2 separate regions of the Sus scrofa genome follow, and region 1 is linked to region 2. The links are chromatin contacts, called in public Hi-C maps. All regions are on one chromosome and are shown on one strand. Each heading gives the region's core, a stretch centred on a gene start, on an enhancer-like site or on the middle of the called end of the contact. The rest is flanking DNA. Distances are from core to core; before and after follow the strand shown.

Evidence for each region. Hi-C and Micro-C count contacts between places; a contact is called where the count stands out from the background.
Region 1: a Hi-C map of liver shows a contact between it and region 2, with 3 times the contacts expected there. The contact joins the promoter of SCLY here to the promoter of UBE2F in region 2. A contact is called at or near these places in 2 of 5 promoter capture datasets (fetal liver and liver), 12 of 47 Hi-C or Micro-C datasets (alveolar macrophages, blood, fetal liver and 5 more) and 2 of 2 datasets of contacts at active chromatin or transcription factors (alveolar macrophages and skeletal muscle).

Annotation. Positions count from the first base shown.
Region 1 is chr15:137,634,436-137,638,749 of Sscrofa11.1, forward strand. It overlaps SCLY (selenocysteine lyase), which reads left to right and starts at 2,641. Exons shown (of 12, transcript XM_021074966.1): 1 at 2,641-2,890. The coding sequence starts at 2,802.
Region 2 is chr15:137,564,971-137,569,470 of Sscrofa11.1, forward strand. It overlaps UBE2F (NEDD8-conjugating enzyme UBE2F), which reads left to right and starts at 2,280. Exons shown (of 9, transcript XR_002339040.1): 1 at 2,280-2,429.

The sequences.
Region 1 (4,314 bases), core at 1,391-3,890, 70 kb after region 2:
GTACAATGTGGATCCATTATTAGAATATTATTCAAAATGGTTTCACTGCCCTAAAAAATCAGCTGTGCTCTGCCCACTCACCCACCTCTTCCAGCCAAGTCCCCGGCAACTCTATGGCATTTTTAAACTTCAATTATTATAGTGTCCATCCAATCTGGTTTTTTCTTTGTTGTTGGCCCTTTTTTTTACGACTGCCTTGGAGGAAAAAAAAAGATACCCATTGATCTCCTTGGACGTCATTCCTTTATTGCCGATTTTCCTGATGGCTCTGTGGCTTTTTTCCCTTAGGCGTGAGTTCCATTTCGTATCTCTTGTCCATGGAGGTGGCGTTCCTCAAATATTTAGTCTTTATTGGGCACTTATTTCGTAGTTAAGACACCCCGTTGGCGCCTCTGTCGCATGTTTGACTCGCCCACTTGGAGTCAGCTGGCCACTCCATCCTGTTGCCCCATGCTCTGCTTTCAGGGAGAGAGGAGGCCAGGCCACTCGGCCGGGCAGCACTGGTCCTCTGTGCGGGTGTCGCCAGCCACGTCGCTATCTGGTTTCTCTGAGCCCGCCACTGCAGTCACTCTATCCACCTGGACACACAAACCCTCTGACCGCAGCGGAACTGGTCCAAGGAGGCCTCGAGATGAGTCACCTCGTCAGTGGCCCTCGCGCCTCCAGCTCCCTTCCTCACAGCCTTGCGTCTAGGTTTAGATGATGCACCTTGCCCCCTCCCTTTCAACGCCCCACCCGCCTTCGCCCCCGTCTCAGGCTGGCTCCCTGCCTCTGGGACTTCACAGCCACGCCAGGTCCGAGCCACGTCTGCGGACCACAGGGCAACCCATGGCAACGCTGGATCCTTAAGCCCCTGAGCAAGGCCAGGGATGGAACCTGCATCCTCATGGGTACCAGTCGGATTCTTAGCTGCGCTGCAACAGGAACTCCGCTTCCTCCGGCCTCCTCGTTTGCTACCTGCCATCAGCCCGCACACATGCTCTCTCTCTAAGCCATCTCCCTTCATCGTGCCCCTCGACCCCCTTCCTTCCCCACTGCCCAGCCCTGCTCCTTCCTCACCCCTCCCTGCTGCTCTCCTCAAACTCCTCCGACCAAATTCATCAGCCGTCCTGACCGTGGCATTCAGCGCACACCTCAGATCGCCGCTCAGCTGCGCTCACACTCAGTCTTAGACTCTCCTCTCACCCTTTCTTTTCTCCTCTTTCAACTGCCCTTGAGTTTCTGTCTGTCTAATTCTTAAATCTTGATGTGTCCTTTGCTGCCTTTGAAAAAGAAGCTCAGAGTGTAAGCAAGAAGGACAGGAAATAGGAGTTCCTGCTGTGGCTCAGTTGTGATGAACCCGACTAGTATCCATGAGGACATGGGTTTGATCCCCAGCCTCGCTCATTGGGTTAAGGATCTGGCGATGCCATGAGTTGCAGCGGAGGTCACAGACAAAACTTGGTTCTGGTGTTGCTGTGGCTGTGTTGTGGGCTGGCAGCTGCAGCTCCAATTTGACCCCTGGGCTGGGAACCTCCATGTGCTATTGGTGTGGCCCTAAAAAGCAAAAAAAAAAAAAAAAAAAAAAAAAAAAAGGTAGAGAATGATAGGAAATTAAAAAAAAAAATCCAGAAATGTGGAGACTTGCAGAGCTGGAAAAGACAACTTCTTCTGGACTCCTGTTGAGGAGATTGAGCAAGTCCACAAACATCCAATTAAAATTCAGCTTCTTGGCACAGAATTCCTGAATTTATATTCTGGCTCCATTACTTCCAGTGTGAACCTGGGAAAGATGTGGACTTTTTCTGTACCTTAATTTCATCATATGTAAAGTGGGGATAAAGGGGATGGGGTGTTATCAAGATCAAACTAGAGAATAAATGAAAGGCACTGGGAACAGTGCCTGGCCACATGCTCAGAGCTCAATTAAACTTAGAAATTGGTATTTTGCCAAAAAGGCAAGAGACGGTGGCTTCATTAGAATTCAGCAATCTGGATCTCTGCCCTCTTGCTTTCAAAACTGACTTGTGTTAAGGTTGGCCGACTACACGAATGCTAGACTTTTCCATTTGACTGCCTCACAGACAACTCGACAGGTCCAAAGGTCCGCGCAGAGCCTTCCCTGCCGGGGTGTTCCTGTCCCAGGCAAAGGCGCCAAGTCACCGCCTTTCTCACTCTCTCGCAGGCTCCGCTTTCAGCATTCTTGCCTGTTTTACATCCTAAATCTATCCCGGATCCAGCTTTCCCGCGCCTCGCGCTCCCTGCTTAGTGTTCCCACGTCTCGCCTCGGATTCTGTAACAGCCTCGCCTCCAGACCCTCAGATCCACCCTCAGGAAACGAGTCCTAATTCCACCCAAGTCACTTATGCAGAAGGTCAGCTCACAGCGGGTCCCCCGGGACTGCGGTGGCACTGGACGTGGTCTGCCGGCCTCGGAGGACCCGGGCTCCCGCCCCAGCGGGCTGAAGCACCCGGATCCCTACCGTCCAGGCCGCGCCCCCCTACCCCCCAGCGCCCCCTGGGGCCTCTACCTTGTTGACAGCCCGGGCTCCAGGCAAGCCCCGCCCACCGCCGTGGGCTCGCCCCTGTGACGTGCACGAGCCCGCCCCCAGCCGGTCACAGGATAGCGCGCAGCCCGGGCCCCGCCTCCTCGCAGAGCATCTTTGAGGTGCGAGGATTGGCCGGCAGTGCGCAGCTCAGCCAATCCGGAAGCGCCCCGGCCCTCGCAGCTCCTCTCGGCCGCGCTCCGAAGCCTGACAGTTTCTGCGGGTTGGGACAGCGCCCGGGGCCAGCGGGCTGGATCCTGGCTGCGGCGGGGTCCGGATGGAGGCGGCCGGGAAGCGGAGCAGGGACGAGCGGGGGCGAGCGGCGAGTGTGCCGGACGGGCACGCAGAGAAGAGTCTGCTGGATAGGTACGCTCCTGGAGAGGAAGGCGGGGGAAACCAATGGCGCCCTCCTCCAGGAAGCCCTCCAGGCGCCGCGAGGCGAGGGCGGAGGGGAGCGGGAGGCCGGTGGCCACGCCCCGAGAGACAGGGCGGCCAACCATTGGTCACTTTCCGGGGGCAGGGTCCTTCCCGGAGAGGGGGCGCCAGCCGGCGGGTCACTGGCGGCTTGACGGTCCGCGCGGGCATGCAGCGCTGCCTGGCTGTCAGCGCGGGAGGCCTAAATTCGGGATGAGCGCCAGATGGACGCGCGGACGCGAGGCGTGGCCTGGGAAGGGCTCCTGGGGAGGTGACACTTGGGCTAAAGTCTGAGTGACATCCAGGAATCAGCCTTTCAAGTTCTGGGAACGGGCGGGTCGGGAAGAGGGAACCATTGCAAAGGCCCGAGGGCCGAAAGGAGCCCGCGGGATCCTAGGCAGCTGGGACTGCGGAGCGCGCGAGGCTGGAGAGGAGGAGCTTGGAGCGGCTGTCAGGGAGCAGAGCGCCAGAGCCCAGGAAGGACTTTGGGGAGTAGTACTCTCAGGGTGACGGCGATCTTGGAGATTTGAGCAGGGGAGTGGTGTAATTTAGTGATACTATAAATTACTATTTCATATGTTGGAAGATTCTTCTAGCCTCATTGTAGAGTGTAGGAGTTACAGGAAGCAGGGGAACCGGTTGGGGACTCTTGTAATAATTCGGGAGGAAGAGAAGGTATGGCCCAGAGTGGTGGCACCTGTGGCGGGAGAAGTGGATGTCCTGGGACAAAACTCACGGGACTTGCTCCTGCGCGGTGTAGGGCAGGAGAGATTGAGAAGGATGCTCCCAGGCTCCTGACCTGAGTGGCTGGCAGAGTGGAAGGAAGATGCAGGCACTTTCAGCCCAGGCTGCCCTCCAGCCTGTGGGAACCTTTCCCTGGGGTGGGGGAAATGCATTTTTTGTTTGTGAGTCTTTGCCCTCCATCCGGGAATATGTGAAATATTGGGGGGGGAATGGGTGTCTCTCTCTTTTTTTTTTTGGTCCTTTTAGGGCCACACCCACAGCATATGGAGATTCCCAGGCGAGAGGTCGAATCCGAGCCAGAGCTGCCAGCCCACACCACAGCCACAGCCACAGCAGATCCAAGCTGCGTCTGCAGCCTACACTGCAACTCATGGCAATGTCAGATCGTTGACCCACTGAGGGAGGCCTGGGATGGACCCACATCCTCATGGATACCAGTCGGGTTCCTGTGTGTCTTTAAAATTTGAGTCCTGGCCTGAATCTGACCATTTCTTTCATTAGACATTCTTCTTTGGTTGGGACCGAGAAGAAGGAGCTGGGAAAAGGTACCGAGTCAGAAGAGACTCAGGATGCCTTCTCTCCTTTGGTTCTGAACCTCGGAGAGTTGAGCTTTCCCTGCAGTATTGATAGCA
Region 2 (4,500 bases), core at 1,030-3,529:
CCATTGTGTATAATTTAAGCTTATAGGCACCATGCCTTTACTGATTAACTTGTAACAGAATACAAAGGTTCTTCCCTATCGTAGGCCCACAATTGGTCCTCTTCCCCCTCCTCCTGTATGTATGGGCTTACACACACACACACACACACACACACACACACACACACACACACACACACACACACACACACACACACACACACACACACACACACACACACACACACACACACACACACACACACACACACACACACACACACACACACACACACACACACACACACACACACACACACACACACACACACACACGGTGAGCACATGATCTGAACCCAGCCATTCTCTCCCAGAGAATGTGAAACTGGAAGGGAAGAGACGGCCCCTCTATGGCCTGGTTTATAAAGGTGTGTTTGAAGCCAGACCCCAGTTCTGGAGGCATCTGGGAGGAGAAGGCCAGCCCCGCCACTGCCCCTGTCCCAGGCCAAGACCCAGATGGAGGCACTGAGAGCTGGAGGCCAGGCTCCCCGTTCTCTCCTTAGAGTCTCTGAGCATGTCTAGTCTTCTGAATCTTTTGTGCTTAAGCCAGTGAAAGTTCTGTTTCTGAAAGAGCCCTGGTTGAAAACAAATTGCTTCTCCAGGAAGCAGGACGCCAACTCTGCCGCAGTCCTGGCTGATGGCCGCACCTGCTGCCCAAGGGACGTGGTGCACTGGTTGAGGGCAAATCCCAGCTCTGCCATGTCGGGCAGACACGTAACTTCTGAGCTTCCTCATCTGTAAGGTGGAGATAATAAAATACCCGTTTCATGAGGTTGCTGTGAGGATTACAGGACTTCCGAGCCTAGTAAACCCTAAATAAGGCTCGGGTGAAGGCACGAGGCAGCCTCATGAAATGGAGCTAGAAGCGGCTTCATTTGCCCACAGCAGTGAGAGGTGGGCCACTGTGGGCTCAGAACGGTGTGTAGACAATTCTCCTTAGTAAGACAAGCGCTCAAGCCAACCCACGTGTGCCTTCACTCGCTGCCCTGCTTCAAGGTCTTATCTTCTCTCGCCAGGACTCTGGCTACAAACACGCAGCCCTTATCCAGCAATGTGTTTTGACCCGGTTATGTACCAGGTTTGGGGAGGAGGTTAGAAGGGTGGGAAACACAGATGAGGAGGCCTGAGGAGCTGAGCATAGGGAAACGGGCATCAACAGTCTTGAGCACCAGGGAGAGGAGAGCACGGAGGTCCAGCAAAGTCACAGAGGGGCACCTGCACCTTACCACTCGGAGCAGGTGGATCCAAGCATGGGAAAATTTAGGAGGTAGCCCAGTGAAGATGGACGAAGCTGTTCCCAGACAGAAGGAATCCCATGAATTTTGTTCTTAACTGGTCTTCCTGACTCTTGTCTGGCTCCCCTCCCACCAGCTCCCTCAGAGCCAGAAGGCTCTTTTGGAAAAGAAACTTGAAATTGCCACTCCACTGTTTAAAACCTCTCAGTGGGACTTCTGGAAATAAAATTCTAACTCCTTGCCTCTTTCTTCCCCGTCCACGAGGTGAACCTCTTCTCTCAGATGGCTCACTCCTCCAGGAGGCTGGCGACCCCCGCCAGAGCACCTATTAACCAGACACACCTGAACTTGAGAATAATTAGTACTCAGCAAACCAGAAATTAGAACAACTTGAAATGGATTTTTTTAAAGTAAGTACGTCACGGAAGTGTAAGAGATAATAGAAGGAATAAACCCTAAGACAACAGGAAAGAGCCCACCCACTCCACTGCAGGCTCCCCGAGGCTTCCCGGGGTTGGGGGTTGGTGGCTGCAGGTCTAATCGCCCCGCCCCCCTCACTCCTGACACCGCGGACTGTGGGGCGGCCTGGTCCTCTGCACCCTGAGCCCTGGGATGGGCACATAGCGGGCACCCCATCCACCGGGGCAGTCAGTTCGGACCTGGCAGCCCCAGCAGGCCACGCTGCGCGGGGAACCTCTGAGCCGCAGGCCCAGGCCTACCAAACGACCAAATGAATGAAAGCAGGAACGCAGCGCAAAGGAACCCGCGCCGCTGCGGAAAGGACTTGGAGATCCCGCCCCCGGACGCCATTGGCCAATCATCGGAGGCCTTCAGGCTCGTGCCCGCCCCCCAGCCGCGCTCCTTGCCAATGAGAGGGGCCGGATCTGCCGGCTGCCTACCCCGGCCCCGGCCCGCTGGCTCTGCTGTTCGCGTGTCAGTCTCTAAATAAAGTTCTTCGCGGCTTTGAATTTTTTTTTTAAAGCGCCAGCTGCTGTTGCGGCCGCCGCGGGCGAGAGCGGCAGAGTCCCCGCCCCGCTACTTCCGGTCCCGCCGCCCGGAGCCGGTGCTGCTGTGAGGGGCTGCGCTTCGCCGCCGCCGGCCGGCCGGGCATGGTGTTGGGCGCCGGTCCCGCCTCGCCTGTCTCCGGGTGCCCAGGTGAGGAGCGCGCGGCCCTGCGGCGAGCGAGGGGCGGCCGCCGGCCAGAGGACGGCTCGGTTCCCGCGGCGCCGGTGCACCCGGCGGGCGGGCGGCGCCGGGGCCGCCTCAGGCCGCGCCGCTCCTCACGACCGGGCGCCGGGGCCCGAGGGCCGGTGGGCGGGCGCTGCGGGGCGCGGGCCGGGGCGCGGGCCGCGGCGGGGCTGGAGGGCCGGCCCTCCCGGAGCCCCGACCTGTGCCGGGCACACACGGCCTCGCTTGTGGCCGCCGTCGCGGGGGAGCTGCGGCCGCATTGTCGGGGAGGAAGCGCAGCGCCCAGCGGGCCCAAGGTCACCGGCCCGACGTGGCCGGAGGCAGCGGGAGTCGGGCGCGGGCGGGCGGCCTCCCGGCCTCCCGGGGAATCGGGCTAGGCCAGGGGGCGGTGCGGGTGCGGAGGAGCCGGGCTCCCGCCCCGCCAACTTGCGGGCGGCCTCCGGACAACCCGGGGCAGCACGGCTAGGGTGGAGGATCTTGCCGGGGCCCAGAATGGGGGAGGACATCCTGGACCAATCCCTACGGCCCAGTCCCGGATTCTAGACCTGGTTCCGCTGGTGTGTAATCTTGGGTGTGGCCCTCGGCTCCCTGGGTCGCGGTTGCCTCTTCCTTCTGTCCCCGGAGCGGATCGGGCCCGCCCCTCTCTGCCTCCGTCCAGCGCCGGAGTGGGGTCGGGAGGGACTGGAGTGGCCAGAGAAGGCTTCGTGGAGGAGATGGAGGAGCCTGTTATCCTAAAGAAGCAGCATTAGGGGCGGCGAAGGGAGGGAGGGCCTTCCAGACCTGGATATCAGATTGAGCAGAAGCTTCCAGAAATGAGCCGGGGTTGGCGAGGAACACGGAGGAGGCCCACCTCCCTCGTGCAGAGGCCCCTGGCTGGGCAAGGGGGTGAAGGCAGGGGACCGGAATGGTGGGAGCCGTGTTCAGAGAGAGAGACCACGGCCACCTAGGTGGTCTGGACTTGAGGACCTCCACCCCCGACACAGCTGCCACTCAGGAGGCGGCAGGTTTACCGCTAAAATTAAAGGGCTGGGCTCCAAAGGTCACTGGGCAGCCAGCCACCTTGCCCTGGCGTTTTAAAGAGGGAGGGTGGGGTGTGGACTTTTGTGTGTCCCGATCTGGGCCGCTTTGGCTGGAGATGTGGGTTGTCCCCTAGTGACCTGCAGTTCCATCTTTTAAGCTTCGATTGGGACTTGTCCAGGGCAGGAAGAATTGTAAACGAGGAGTTCCCCACCCACTGAGCTGACGGTCACCCGGACCTGATTTGGCCACAACGGGCAGGAGCACTGAGTAAACACTTGAGGATGAGACTAGGAAATAGCACAGCAGAATCTCTGAACAGTCTGAGAGCACGTCCCGCCCAGAGGAAGAACTTAAATGGCCCGATTTCAACTAGTGGAGTTAGAGACTGTGGGTGCTCTTCTGTGTAGTTGATCTGTTGTTACTGAAAATGCTGCCCTCGTCAAAGTGTCATTTGCAGTGAAGGGGAAGCTTAGTTTTGAACCAGTCCTGCAAGGCGGGAAGCATAGTTAAGGAGAGACTTCTGAAGCAAACTGCAGGTGTTCCGTTAATTGACAGCTTGAATAATTATTTTTGTTCAGATCTCTTTGTATAGACTTAATTTAACAGCTGAAGTAGTCCCAGATTAGACCTTTGGTTTGTCCCGAAGTGGCGTGTGTGGGAGAGGGACAGGCGCTGGAGGATAGATGGTCCCCGTGTGTAGATGGCTTAGAATGTTAGGAAAATAAGTCTTGTCTTCCTGAGGAAAACAAAGCACCGGTGTTATTTTCTTCTGTCTTGCACAGCCAGTGCCCAGTGTATTTTATTAAGGGCCATAAACTTGTTGAGAGTTGCAAACCAGCAGTCTGACTCAAAATGGGATTGAGTATGGGGCACACTCTGCCTGCAGCGAAGAGTTCAGGATGGGGTAGTGAGGAGACGCGAATTAAGCAGGGACCTCCAACTGCAGCGACACGGAAGAGTGTCCGGGTGTGAGCCTTTGTGTGTGTGTGTGTGAGTCTTGCCGGGACCCTCTGAGCAT